3 separate regions of the Mus musculus genome follow, and regions 2 and 3 are each linked to region 1. The links are chromatin contacts, called in public HiCAR-type and promoter capture Hi-C maps. All regions are on one chromosome and are shown on one strand. Each heading gives the region's core, a stretch centred on a gene start, on an enhancer-like site or on the middle of the called end of the contact. The rest is flanking DNA. Distances are from core to core; before and after follow the strand shown.

The links. Promoter capture Hi-C pulls out the DNA fragments that hold promoters and counts their contacts. HiCAR-type assays count read pairs that join an accessible place to other places.
Region 2: a promoter capture Hi-C map of hippocampal neurons shows a contact between it and region 1, with 2.5 times the contacts expected there. The contact joins the promoter of Pkd2 here to the promoter of Wdfy3 in region 1. A contact is called at or near these places in 1 of 39 promoter capture datasets (hippocampal neurons) and 1 of 115 datasets of contacts at active chromatin or transcription factors (astrocytes).
Region 3: a HiCAR-type map of astrocytes shows a contact between it and region 1, with 2.2 times the contacts expected there. The contact joins the promoter of 4930524J08Rik here to the promoter of Wdfy3 in region 1.

What each region holds. Positions count from the first base shown.
Region 1 is chr5:102,067,971-102,072,671 of GRCm38.p6, reverse strand. It overlaps Wdfy3 (WD repeat and FYVE domain containing 3), which reads left to right and starts at 2,751. Exons shown (of 67, transcript NM_172882.3): 1 at 2,751-3,076.
Region 2 is chr5:104,456,558-104,461,258 of GRCm38.p6, reverse strand. It overlaps Pkd2 (polycystin 2, transient receptor potential cation channel), which reads right to left and starts at 1,802. Exons shown (of 15, transcript NM_008861.3): 1 at 1,034-1,802. The coding sequence starts at 1,622.
Region 3 is chr5:99,976,703-99,981,403 of GRCm38.p6, reverse strand. It overlaps 4930524J08Rik, which reads right to left and starts at 2,469. Exons shown (of 2, transcript XM_030254981.1): 1 at 2,452-2,469; 2 at 1,738-2,367. The coding sequence starts at 2,469. The coding sequence ends at 1,852. It overlaps Hnrnpd (heterogeneous nuclear ribonucleoprotein D), which reads left to right and starts at 2,466. Exons shown (of 9, transcript NM_001077265.2): 1 at 2,466-3,012. The coding sequence starts at 2,780.

The sequences.
Region 1 (4,701 bases), core at 1,502-4,001:
TAATATCTTAAAAATCTAGAATTTAGTTTATATACATATTGTATTATACACACACACACGCATATGTCAATTTATACATTTATATGTATATATATGAATGATAATCCCATTTGCCATTAACCTTTCATTTTATAAATAAAACATAAAAGAAGCAAATGCTTAAACAGAGAATTCTGAGCTTATTGCTTCTCTTAACAATTTTGGAAATTCTCTTTTAAAACATGTCCTCCCTCCTCAGCATCTCTCCCGCCAGTCACTTGTTGTGCTCACGAGTCTTCTGTCACCACAAATCCATGGCTTTTACTTGTCGTGAGGCACAGCTCCTCAACTGCTATTGTCTACAGTCACCTCATTTCTGAATGGAAGTTAGGAATCAGACTCCTGGTGCAGAACTGTTTAGAAATAGCCCTTCAGCTTCCTCTATCCCCAGAGGAGTTCGCTGCACATGCCTAGAACTCCTTCCATCTGGCCTCTGCACAAAGGGCTTATTCCACTTTAACACAGTCTTTGTTTTATGAGGAGTGTGAGTTCATCTGAGTGAATACACAGGACACAGTAGTCATGTTGCTGGAGAACCTGAGCTGACCAGGGTTTTGTTTTGTTTTGTTTTGTTTTGTTTTGAATACCTAAACTCAAGATGACAGAAACTACATTTGGCCGGCAACAAAGACCCAGGAAGGTAAGAGCTGTGGCGGTGACAGATCTGAGGCAGAGCTGAGAGAGAGCAACTGGGAAGGGTCTTTTCCAGACCATCCTTATAATCCTTATATTTGTATAGCTTCAGCAAAACAAGGGAAGGCAGCTGGGTGTATATGTGTGCACTAGGAGAAAACCTTTGTGAAATATTCTCTATAAGACACCAGCAGGAAAATTGCCACATTTGCATACTGATATACCCTTGAACTTTATTGCAATGGTTTTTTTTCCAACAGAAAGACATTTATAATCAATGTGCTGATGACATACATTTCATAAATTTTCTTCTCCCAATTATAATTACAAAAAAAATTCGAAACCTCATTCATATTTAGTTGAAGATCTTCCTTCTGAAAGGCACCCTGGTCTTAGTGTTGACTCAACTGATTTTCTTACCCTAATGTAGCCATGCATCCAGTAGCTCTTCTTCCTGCCACACTCCCAGGCTGAAGAGAATTTTGTGGTACATTTGTGTAAGGGCAGATTGGAGGAACGGTACCTAAAGAATACACATCAAAGGGCCAAGGAGGAAGGAGCAGTAAGAAGGAAAAGGAAGCAGGCACACCCCTCCCCCACCCAGCGACCTGGCAGTAATGATTTATTTAAAACTGTATTATAGAGCGCTATAGCACAGCCTATTTGGCTTTAAAGGAATTCTATAGATGGCACAGACTGAGTTAAAACAGTTGAATGGCCAGTATCTTTACAGGTTACTTTGTGAGCCTTAGAGGCAAAGCATCGGATTTCTGTTCCCCCTTAGATGATCTGGTTATAAAAGTAGGTTTTTTTAAAAGGGGTTGTTCTGACCTACTCTTTCAGAATTGAGTAACATTTACATTTTTATTCTGTAGCCTGCCCCTGGTCTCTTCCCTTCCCTGACTGTCTCCCTGGCCTCCAACTCTGGACAATTCTTCTATCCTCCTGAGGGACCCCCCAACCTCATCCAACAGCAGCCCCACCCAGCACAGGCCTTACAGGCATGGCTCTCCACACCTGGGGAAAGGTGCTTTGTCCTGCCAGCGGGTGCCTGGGAACAGCAGGAACAGGGGCCCCCACACGGAACAGCTGCTGAATCTTGTAGCAAACAGTGGAGTAAATCGGTACAACTGGATCCAATTCCAAACACAAACTGGCTTAAAAAAAGGAAACAGCAAGTCCAAATTACTTCGGCTTTTTTTTTTTTTTTTTCTTTTTTAGAGGAAATCCTAAAACTGCTGTAGATTGCAGTGTTGGGAAAACAAGCTCGTGTTTCCAGTTTCTGTACCACTACTTCCCCACTCTGAGCTGTTCAACTCAAGGAGTTCAAGCATTCATGCTGACTCAGTTTTGTCCCCACCGTCAGAACAGAAGTATGACCCAAACGGTACGCTGGGCGGACTAGGAACAGAGACAAGCTGATGTCCGCTTGGCTGTTTCAAGTTTACCAATCCATACTCATTTAGTGCAAACATTGTGTTGGTCAGGTCTATGGAGGTACAAAGAATGACCTTTCCAGAAAGGGCAAACCTAAAATCTCAGCAGAAGGTCTCAAGGTCACTGACCCAGGACAACCCTGGAGACTGGAAACTCCTGGGTCCTGATCCGCACCGGAGGAGGTGGGGGTTCGAGGCCGCGTAGTGAAAGAGCTAGCGTGGGCAGTTCTTTTGTACTCCAGCTGGAGTAAAATGAACGCAGGCTCGCGTGTTTTCATCGCTGGTGACAGCATCCAGCAATGGGAGTAGGGCTCAGGGGCGCGCAGCGGTGCTTTCTCAGCAGGGTCCCCCGAGAAGCCGGAGGAGGGGGTGAGCGCTGCGCCAGAGGACCCGGGAGCCCGGAGGCGAGGGCAGGGGGCGCGGGGCGCGGGGCGCGGACTGGGCTGCGCGCCTGTCCAGGGTGCCGGCAAGCAGGAGCCGCGGCGAGGGAAGGAAGTAGGAAAGAGGAAGGAAAGGCGGGAGGGGCCGGCCGCGCGGCTGCAGTTTCTGCGGCCGGCCTGGTAGGAGGAGCGGGAGGAGCGGGAGGAGGATCCCGAGCCGTCCGTCAGCGGGCGCGGGAGGTGGGGAGAGCGGGAGGAGGAGGAGGATTAAAGATGGCCACCAGCAGCTGCGGGAGACGGCCACCAGCCCTCACTTTCCGGGATGTTCCCCGCGGCCCGGCCCGGCCTTGATGGAGAGGAGCAGCCCGTGCAGTGCCGAGGCTGAGGCGGCGGCGGGGACCCGGCGAGGGAGAAGACGCGGCGGAGCAGGGACCCAGGCGGGAGAAGGGAGCGGCGGCGGCGTCGCTGCCCTGGCTGCCTAGCACGGCTGCCGCCCCGGCCCCGCAGCTCGCGGACTGCAGCGGGCGCTCGGCCCCGGCCCGGCCTGGGGGGACTCCCGGGCCCCACGCCTGGGCCCGCGCGTCCGCGGTGAGTGCTGCCTGCCCGCTCGCCGGCTCGCCCGCGGCGCGCTTTGTTCCTGCGGGGCGGAGGCGCTGTCCGCGCGGGGACAGGCCGCGGCCCAGCCGCTCCCCCACCCGCGTCCTCCTCCGGGCCTGGAGAGGGCGCCGTCGGCGGCTGGTCCCAGGCGGCCGGCGGAGGGGCGTGCGGGGGCCTCGGGGATGGGGAGGCGGGGGCAAGGCGACCGCAGGTCCGGGAGGGCGGGGGCGTAACCCGGCGGCGCCCGGGGTAGGTGGGGGTCATGCCGGTCCCCTCGGGAGGACCCTCCCGGTGCCCATTCCCGGACCCCCCAGCCCCCACCCGCGCGCGCCCGGGCGCAGCGGAGCGCGGCCTCCATCCCTCGGGCGCCGTCTCCAGGGCCGCGGGCCTCTCCTGGCTCATCCCTCTACGCTCTGAGCTGCAAACCCTTCCCTGTGGAAGGGACCTGGGATGCTTCTGTCCTGCATCGGGGATGTGGTGGCATCACCGACATTCGCGGTTATGGCGGGGTTGAAAAGGCAGCGGTGACCTTTCCGACCAGAGCCCTCTGGACCATGGTCGCATCGGAGGTGCTGCGTTCCATTGATTTTTTGACTCTTGAATCGGAGAGACAGATGATGAGTTCTTCCTTTGTAGAAATAATAGGATAGAATCAGATCAAGCAGATGTTTACCGAATGCATGGATTTTCAGTACCTCACCAATGGCTAAGTGTTTTTTCTGTGGGAAAAATGGTGCTTATGCATACGAAAAACTATTTTTGTTCACTAATAGCTATGGGTTGGTCAGTACCAAGTGGTTATTATGGTGTCTGAAAACCCAACAAAAAAAGAAAAACAAAACCCTTGCGTCGAGACAGCAGATTCCAGGCTGGCCTCTATCAAGCAGGTTTAGATCAGTTTTCACTGTCAGGATGTAAAGCAAGTAAAAATAACAAAACAATGAAAAATGTACTTATTTACAGGAAAATGGGATGTGGTATTAGTGTAGAGTCTAGGAGAAAGACTATAGTCTGTTAGTGTATAGATCTAGTCAAAGTAAATCCCTCTTTAAATAAAACTGTCATCATGGGACCCTGCTGTGTAAGAATTAGCTTGATATGCATTTAATGTTTAAAAAAAATCTGTATTTCATTAGGTTTGAGAACTAAAACTTTGAGCAGTTCTGCCTCAAGCAACTAGAAATACAGGTTTTTAAATAGTTTCTCTTTTCCTTAGTTGAAATCTATTCATGTAAAAATATGCTTCTCACAAAAATTTCTCTACAAATGTGCTATGAGTTAAGGAACATGAGGCTTTGAAGTAACTTGGAAAGACATGAAAGAAAGTTAAACCGTAGTGTAATATTCCAGGATCAGATTCTGTACTCTGAGGATGCTGAACTCCACAAGTCTTCACTGTTTACCTCTGGTGTCCTAAATATCACCAAGGTGCTGCATTCAGTGGGGTCTTAGAATTTCTAGAAATTATCCTCAGAATGTAGCCTACATCGGGGCTCCCCCACCCCCATTTGATCTGGAACCACAAAAGATGGTAAACAACTGGGTATCGTAGTTTAAAAAGAGTAAATATCCTACCTGGGTATGGTGACTCATACCTGTTGGCCAGGTACTGGGAG
Region 2 (4,701 bases), core at 553-3,052, 2.4 Mb before region 1:
GTCAAACAGTAGTAGGACCAGGATTTGGATGGAGGCCTGACCTGCCTAACTCACACTGCCTGGATAGTTTCTGTTGCAGGGGAAAATAACAACAAATCCTGGGCTGGAACTCTTAAAGCTAGAGGTTAAAATAACTAGGTGGGGGAGAGTTAGTGAAACTCTTCTACTTGGATACCTCCGGCTGCAAACCTTTAAGAACACGAGATTAACTAGCTATTGGAAAATCCGTGTCCTTTCTTGCCGTGTGGAGAGTTGCGTGCTCGTTGGAATGCTGACACATTAACCATCTGGAAAAGCAATCATCTTGTTGGAATGGCAAAGGACCTTGCTTCCAGTCTTTAAACACACACACACACACACACACACACACACACACACACACACACACGGGGGGGGGGGGGGGGGGACACGGGCGAGGTATAATAATTTTGTTTGCAACTGTTTAAGAAATGTCTAGAATTGGAAATGATCAAAAATGTGTTTCTACACATTTCTGTCAACAACCTCTCTCTCAACCAAACCTTCAGACAATGACCTGTTTAAAGGCATTTGTCTCAAAACTTGGATAACATTGTAGGTCCCTACTAGAATGGCTGAAGGGACATGACACATCGCCACCAAAGGAAAAGCTTGGGCTCTGGAATAAACTTGTTCCTCATTTGTGACATTTAGCAAGCATAAAGTTCCAACTATTGTCAGTTGTACTAGAATATTCACTTTTCGTCCTCCAAAAGCCCAGGTATTAACGGCTTGCTTTTGTTTTCCAAAATGTGCTAGCATCTTAAGGAGAGAGGAAGGGAGGAAGGGAGGCGTCCAATGAATTTGCACCAACAAGAACGCAGTAAAATTCGGTGATGGGTACCGGAAATCGCGCCGAATTAGAGGAGTTAGGGAAGGCGCTCTGGAAGGAGGCGGGAACGCAGAGGATGCGAGGTGGAGCCGCAGCAGACAGCCACCCTTGTAGGACAGGGGTTCGAGCCCGCGCGCAGGCAGTTGTCAAGCGTGCACTGGACGCCAAGAGTCCGGATCTTACCTCGCAGCCCTCGCACCAGCCTCTCTGCCCAGGCCACTCGGGGTGGCTGGCCCTCCAGCGGGAGGTGGCGATGCAGCGGGTCCCCGCCGCCCGCGGGGCTGGGACACTGCGCGCCCTGGTCCTCTAGCCGGCGCCGCCTCCCGCTCAGGTGAGCCGCGCCGCGGTAGCTCCCGAGCCCTCGGCCGCGGGCGCCCACCGAGCTCACGGCCGAGGAGGAGGCCGACCTCCGACTGCCCGGGCGCCACTCCACATCCATCTCTACCACCATCCCTCCTTCTTCTCCTTCCACCTCGTCGTCGTCGTCATCCTCCTCTGCCTCAAAGCCCGGGTTGTCGCGGCTCCACGCTTGCCTGGAGCAGGACGAAAGCGGAGGAGACGGCGAGGCCGAGGCTCCGGCCGGGGGATCCCGAGCGGCCGCCTGCCGGATGCGCTCCATCTCGATCTCCAGGCCCCGCTGCTCCCCGAGGCCGCCGGGGACAGCTAGGCCGGCGCCTCCCGCCACCAGGCGCCCGGGTCCGGACGCTCGCGGCGCGGGCGAGCGTCCCGCGTCCCCGGGCGGCTGCGGCTGCACGCGTCTGGAGTTAACCATGGCGCTCACTGGCGCCCAGCGCGCCCGGGAGTGCCGCCGCCCTCTGCCGCAGGAGCCATGTTCTTTTCTTCCCGGAGTCGGCCTGCTGCTCCCCGCCTCCGCCCGCCCCCTCGGCCCGCCTCCCGGGCCCTGGCCTCGCCTGGACTGGACTTAGGCGCGTCGAAAAGGCCCCAGCGGCCAGGGATCCAAGTAGAGCCAGGGTCCCCATCGGTGCCCACATTCCTACGGGGTAGCTTGCTTGGTCAGCCAGCTCGTCGGGAAAGGGGCTCCTGGGTGTGTCCATGCCTGCATGACCTTAAGATAGTGCTTAGACTCTGTCCATACTCCCCCTGGGTTTGCAAAGGTGCAAGGAGGAGGGTAAAGATGGAGATCTTTTGTTGGGATAGAAAGAACTAGTGAAATCCAGCTTGAACTGAATTCTCAGGGAAGGCAAAGAAATCCACCCTTCGTTTAAAAACCAGAAAGAAATCACCAAGGCGGCAAGGCTTGCATTTGGTGACCCTCAGCTCCTTGATTCTGTGTTTACTGGATGATTTCCTGTCTCCACTCTCCAGACATCTAGAGGCATCCAAGGGTTGGATTTTGGAACTTTCTGATGCCTCCACCATTACCTCATTTCCGCTCCTGGCCAGCCCTTGAGTAACAGAATCCTGCCTCAGGCGTTAGGTCTAGATCTCCATCCTCGCTACGCCCCAGCTGGCACAGCCAACTTAAGACAGCAGTTGGGTCAGGCAAAGCCTACTCCAAATTCGATTTTCCATGGTTTTCCCATCTCTTTTAAAAGTTAAATTCCTGGCCAAGATCTGTGCATCTCTGCCCTCACTTCTGACGCTTCTCATAGGATGTCCTCATCCACCTCCTCGTCAAGTCCCGCGGGGGTCTTCTTGTCATTTCTGTCCTCAAGGGGTTCTCTAATGCTTTTTACTCTAACTGCAAACATTGTCATTCCACAGCAGAGCAAATGATTTCTGTCACTTCCATATCTCTTCTGCCATTCTAATACTAAACTGGTCTCTCTCTGTTTAGCCTTGGGGATAGGACTGGATTGGGAGCCTATGGGTGGTATCCCTCCCCCATTTCCCTCCTACCCACCCACCCATATTCTCCATGTCTCCACTGTTTGCAATAAGGGGTCAGCCATGTTGGTACATTAAAGAATCTATGGAATTCTAGCTTAAGTGGTAATATTTTATTTCTGCAGTTTAGCAAATGTGCATGGTCCGATCCTATATTAGTTTGCCAGGCTTGTTATAATAACTTACCACACACTGTGTTCAATAATGCAAATACATTTTCTCAAAAAAAAAAAAAAAGTTGGTTGACCTTTTCCGAGGCCTGTCTTGGCTTGCATATGGCACGTTTTGCCTGTGTCTCCCCATTGTCCTCCCTTAAATGTTTCATCCTCCTCTTCCTCCTCATCTTCGTGGTCATCGTCATCATCACCATCATTGTCATCGTAGTGGTTATAGACAACCTTAATAGTATGATTTAAATTTAGTTACTTTTAGAAAGACCTCTGACCACATACAGTCATATGCTGAGATGCCAGGGCTTGGGAATTCAACATATGAATCTGAGGGGTACATGACTCATTTAGGCTTTGTGGGCACTACAATGCTTTTCTAGAATGATCTCCCTATCATTCATCTATCACTCTCCTTATCATTATTCATTAATCTCTTATACGTTTCCTGTGTGTAAAATTAATAATTGAGCAAGTTAAGCAGAGTAATAAGGACCCTGGCCTCAAGAAAAGACCCAGACCTCAAGAAAAGAAAGAGGCTGAAGTCTCCCACTAGAAAGGGTGAGATGTCTGTCTAGTAAGAGGTGTCTAGAGAAGCAGTATTCTGAGCTGAGCCACCTGTGCTGCACTAACAGAAAAATTGCTTAGCAGGCATATTCCAGAGGAGGGGCGTATGAAGAGGGAGCACGGACTCAGGGTCAGAAAATAGGTTTTATGCATTGACTCGTCGGGTCCTCGACATCACTCTTACTGACTCAGAAATTCTAGGAATTTTGCTCTGGAATTCTGAGTCTCCTTGTAGGCTTCTGGGCACCCAAAGTTTGAGAAGCAACAGTTATGTTTCAGATAAAAGAGTTTTCATAAAATGCATCTTGTAGCCTGGGTTTTATAATTGCAGTGATGACATCATCCAGAATTCCAGACCTAGAAGAATTGTCAGTGGTGCTCCAGGCTGTGTATACATAATTCATTATCAGGACCATAGAAGCAGACAACTGCATGACCTAGGGCAAGTTACTTCATTTGTGCCTGTGGAAACGAAAATGATGAACGCTTGCTCTTACACGCGTTCGTGACCGGCCAGGAAAGACGCAGCAAACTGGAATCTTCTGTGGCAAAACTTTATTGCTTACATCTTCAGGAGCAAGAGCGCAAGAGACCAAGAGAGCAAGCGCGAAACCCCGTCCCTATTAAGGAGAATTATCCTTCACCTAGGACGTGTCACTCCCTGATTGGCTGCAGCCCATCGACCGAGTTGTCGTCAGGGGGAAGGCAGAGCACATGGAGTGGAGAACTACCCTTGGCACATGCGCAGATTATTTGTTTACCACTTAGAACACAGGATGTCAGCGCCATCTTGCAACGGCAAATGTGGGGACGGCTTCCCACAGCTTGCCTCATAGGCTTGTGAAGATACATTGAATTGATACAGATGTCTAAGACCAACCCTTCAGGCTGCTGCAACAAAAAAATGCCGTGGCCAGGTGGCTTATAAACGTCTGTTTCTCCCAGCTCTGGAAGCAGAAGTTTCAAGAGCCCGGTGCCAGCAGAGTTGGGGTGTGTGTTACAAGTCTTTTCTGAGCCATGTGGCACTGTTTAGATTTATCTTCATGTGGTGAAGGAACAAAAGGCTGCATTAGGATTTGGGTGGGAGATGGTTGTGTGTTGAAGGATCAGTCCCAGCTGATCCTGTTCTAAAGCAGTGAACCCTTTGTGAGGTGGGAGCCAAGTAGAGGTAGGTCATTGGAGACATACCTCTTGGAAGGGAATATTGGGATCCAGGTCATTCCTCCCATCTCCTTTGCTCCTCTTCCCTCCCGCCCACCTTGTGCTCAC
Region 3 (4,701 bases), core at 1,220-3,719, 2.1 Mb after region 1:
CAAAACAAAAAACAAAAATCAATGAGCAATTATTGGGTCAATACAGTCTCTTACATAATTTCTACCTTTATATAATATCTGTTTTTATATAGGTGTGAAAATATAACTAGGGTATAGAGGAATGTTATTTTTGTTCTTCAAAAACTAATGGTGTCTAGATGGCTGTAATTAAGAAGAGCAGAGATAAAGAAGGATAATGGGCTATGCAAAGTGGTGATTAATTCACCCTGAGGGGTCTGTGAAATGCCACAGATACAATGACATTGACTGGGATGCTGGCAGCCGGATAGCTCACCAGGCCAATAAGGTTGAAATCACACAGTTGAGAAAGAAGTTCAGGTTGGAGGAAATGACACAAGGTGTAGAATTTAAGGCCCTAGGCTAAAAATGGTGGCTCAACCCTATAATCTCAGCATTCCTGAGGCTGAAGCAGGAATACTGCCCAGAGTGTGAGGCCACCTTAGGCTATACAGTGATCTCCAGGCCAGCCTGGGTTACAGACCCTGTCTCAAAAAAGAAAACAAAACAAGGCACGTAGGCCTTAGTGTGAGGAACTCTTGAGTAACACTCAAATTCCAGAAGCGACAGGGCTGCCTGTGAATTAAAGTAAACTTTTTTCGGTAAAATGATGTCTTAGTTACTGTTCTACTGTTGTGAGGACCAATGCAATGTGTAAGAGAAAAGCATTTGGTTGGGGGCTTGCTTCTAATTTGAGAGGGGTAGTCCAGTGTCAGCATGGTGGGAAGCAGGCAGGGTAGGCAATGACCTGTGGGCTGAGAGCTTTCCATCCTGATCCACAGGCAGCAGGCAGAAAGGCCTGGTATGGCCTTTGAAACCTCAAAGCAAATTCCATGAATACCATCTCCCAACACAGCCATGCCTCCTAATCCTTCCCAAACAGTTCCATGGCATGGTGACTAAAACATTCAAACATAGGAGCCTTTGGGACCAATCTCTAAACCACTACAACCAGTTTTTCTAAAAGGCTCATCATTTAAATCCATAGGATAAATAAAAACCTCGGGTTCATCCAAGTTGTTGCCAACCTGCAATATTTGACTTGAGTCATCTTATTTGGTCAGTATTTTTGGATGGTAAAGAAAAACGTGGAATCACTTCTTTTTCGCCAATCATCTTGGTGGTTGCCTGTCTGTGATTTGCTCAATGTTGAAGACATTTCCACTATTTGATGCATATTCTTTCATTTTATGGATTCTGTAACAAACTGTAGTGATAAATCTTGTTTTAATCGTTGGGATTTTCAGATTATGTACAGTTACTGTAAATTGACTTAAAGTACACCATGGGAAGCATTTATTTAAAATTTTTTTATGTGTTTTGCTAAGGGGTAATGCCAGGTTGGCCTCAACAGTCCTTCCTCCCTTCTCTGGGATCACAGTTCTGGGATTACAGCGTGTACCTAATTAGCTGGGCTGAAGTCCTGTCCCTGTATGCTGTCTTTTGTAAACTTCTCCAAACCCTGTTTGGAAACTGGATACTTACTAAGCAGTCGAGTGGTTGACGACAAAAAAAACCAAACCAAACCAAACCAAACCAAACCAGAAATTCCATTTTCTTCTAAGTCTTGCAGGAAGCTTCAAAGTCTAACTCCTGAGTAGGAATTCCAATAGGTTTCTTAGCGATTAATTTTAAAATCGTGAATCACACGCCTAACGGCGTTTCATTTTTTTCTTTTTATAAAATCGCCACCTCAACACCACAAACCCAGAAACCTCGTAAAGATGATTCATGACATTTATATATCCTGTTTAATACAAGGACTGTAACTCGTAAAAAAAAAGGAGCCCTGGAGTCGACCTTAATACATACACTTCCCAATCCATAGTGACTTCAAAGAATCGTGGCCGGCGTTAGGCTCTTGTAATAACGGAGGCAAAGCTTAAGACTAGGGAAGCAACTCTGAGAAGAGGCAGCCTCGACCATCAAAGCCGCCTTTGGACAGCGCCGCGGCGGAGCCTCAATGTCACCCGGCGCAGGGACGGCGGAGCACTGCACAGGCGCGGCCCGCTGCCCCACGCAGGTCCCGGGGCCCACAGCCGTGGCTCCCTGAGGGCAGCCTCCACGAAGTCTCCGCTGGGGATGGACGAACCACACCCCTCCAGGTCGGCCGCGCCTGCCAACCAAAGCCGAGGAGCGGCCGGTGACTCCAGGAATCCGCGGAAGGGCGGGGCCAAGGGACGGGGGCGGGGGAGGCCTCTCTAGCCGCGCCCTCGAACCAGCGCTCCTTGTTCTCGATGGTACCCGCGCGCCCCTCTTGCGCACGCCACTTCCGGTCCTCTTTAAAGGCCCGCGCCGCGCGACCGCGGGGCGTGAGAGCCAGTCGGAAAGGGACGGGGAGGGCGGGGCCTGCGCGGGGGGCGGGGCCTAGCGGTGGACGGGGGCGGGGGAGGCGCAAAGGGCGCGCTCCGGAGCCACGTGACCGGGACGCGCCGTTCTTCCGTCGGCCATTTTAGGTGGTCCGCGGCGGCGCCATTAAAGCGAGGAGGAGGCGAGAGTGGCCGCCGCTGCTACTTCATTCTTTTTTTTTTCAGTGCAGCCGGGGAGAGCGAGAGAGCGCGCTGCGCGAGAGTGGGAGGCGAGGGGGGCAGGCCGGGGAGAGGCGCAGGAGCCCTTGCAGCCACGCGCGCGCCTTGTCTAGGGTGCCTCGCGAGGTAGAGCGGGCATCGCGCGGCGGCGGCGGGGATTACTTTGCTGCTAGTTTCGGTTCGCGGCGGCGGCGGCGTCGGCGGGTGTCGTCTTCGGCGGCGGCAGTAGCACTATGTCGGAGGAGCAGTTCGGAGGGGACGGGGCGGCGGCGGCGGCAACGGCGGCGGTAGGCGGCTCGGCGGGCGAGCAGGAGGGAGCCATGGTGGCGGCGGCGGCGCAGGGGCCGGCGGCGGCGGCGGGAAGCGGGAGCGGCGGCGGCGGCTCTGCGGCCGGAGGCACCGAAGGAGGCAGCGCCGAGGCAGAGGGAGCCAAGATCGACGCCAGTAAGAACGAGGAGGATGAAGGGTGAGTAAGGGGCGGCCCCGGGCAGCCGCTCGCCAGGCCCCCTCCCCCTCCCCGCCATTAGGCCTCGCTCCCGCGACCGCCCGCCCGCCCGCAGGCCCCAGTGCAGTCGCCCCCTCGGCCGCCCCTCTTGTACCTCGGGCTCCCCCCCGGGCCTGCATCTCCTTCCCTGCCTGCTCGCCCCCTCCCCCATCACACACGTTTCCACCTTTAGCCGTCACCATGCTACTCCGCGGCCCGCCCTCTTTCCTCCCTCGCCGCGGGTCTCCTCCCACCGATGTGGCCGCCAGGATTTTTTCCCGCCTGTCGGAGCTTACCCTCCCACCCCACCCCCACGTCTCCCGGATTTCTAACCTCTTAGGCTTAAAAATGCAAACGCACAGAAAAGCTTTTTACCAGGGTTGCCAAGGTTGGTCGGGCGCTTCGCCCTCGCCCCCGAGACGGTGCGATTATTGACACGCTCTTGCTTTGGGAAAGCTGTAGGCTGTCCACCTCTCTTTTCTCCCGCGTCGGCCGCAGGCCATTGCTTTTAAATAGTTTTCGTCTTAGGATTCGTTCGTTCTGTCCACTTTACGCTGTCACCACGACACGCTCCTACAGGCCCTGCGTTTGTGCTGTAGACAGACCGGGCCTGCCAAAGTCCCTGGTCTGCTGGCGCGTTGGTGTGGCTCCGCGGGCTCCATTTAAGTCCTTCCTGGTCGATGGGGCCTGTACTTGACTGGGGCTCTTCCACCTCCCGCCTGCGGTTGCCCTTCCCCCATTCTGCCAAGTTATTCTCTCTATGCACCCTTTTCGCGCCCTCAGATTCTGGGTTGCCTATTTGTACAGATTGTAGTCTTTCCTTATTTAGTCTGTGCAACTACATTTTTTACATCTCTCTCCCGCCTTTTCAGTGCCCAGGAGCCTGTTTTGGTTTCTTCTCAGTCTCACCCTCTCACTATTGTTCAAAGGAGCCCACTCACCCTTTAATACGCAATAAATCCTGTGGTGGTCAATGAATTAGTTTTTTTCAGGTTTTTTTAAAATACTAACTTGCTTCCTTTAATTGAAGTAACTTATATCGCCACCAGAAGCTGCTTTTAATAATGTTAAAATGCAGCCTTTGGGAGCTGAGTATCATTCAGGAGACAAGGAAAGGGGGTTCGATCCGGGTCCTTAGATTTTCTTGTTCCCATTACAGATTGCTGATCTTGAGTTATGGTTTCGATACTTTTTATAGTGGGGCTGTGCGTATGCAATTTTTTTCACTATAACCAGGAGAAAGTTTTGGTGGGGAGTTTTTAGAAAGGTGTCATTTTAACCCGTGATTTCCACTACTGGTTAAGAGTATAAAATTTGTAGGGGTGTTGGGACAGTGGAGAAGGACTTGGAGTATAATGTTTAAGAAAATCTCAGTTCAGGCTGATTCTCTGCAGTCTGCTAATGGTTGTACTGGCTTTAGTGGGGAGTTGAGGGTGGGATGGGAAGTGAATTTAATTAAATGGAACTAATATTGAACGATGTGTGGCTTAATTTGAGAAGGGAATACATGTTAAATATTTGAAGAAATTAAGGTTTTTTTTTTTTTTAACATTTTGGTTTTTGCTTTCTGAATTCTGTTCTTTGGACAGAGGCACCAAAATGGTTAATTTGTAACTGGGGCAGGCTTTCTATTACCCTTGAGTTTTGAAGTTAGAAAGTAGCTAGCTGTTT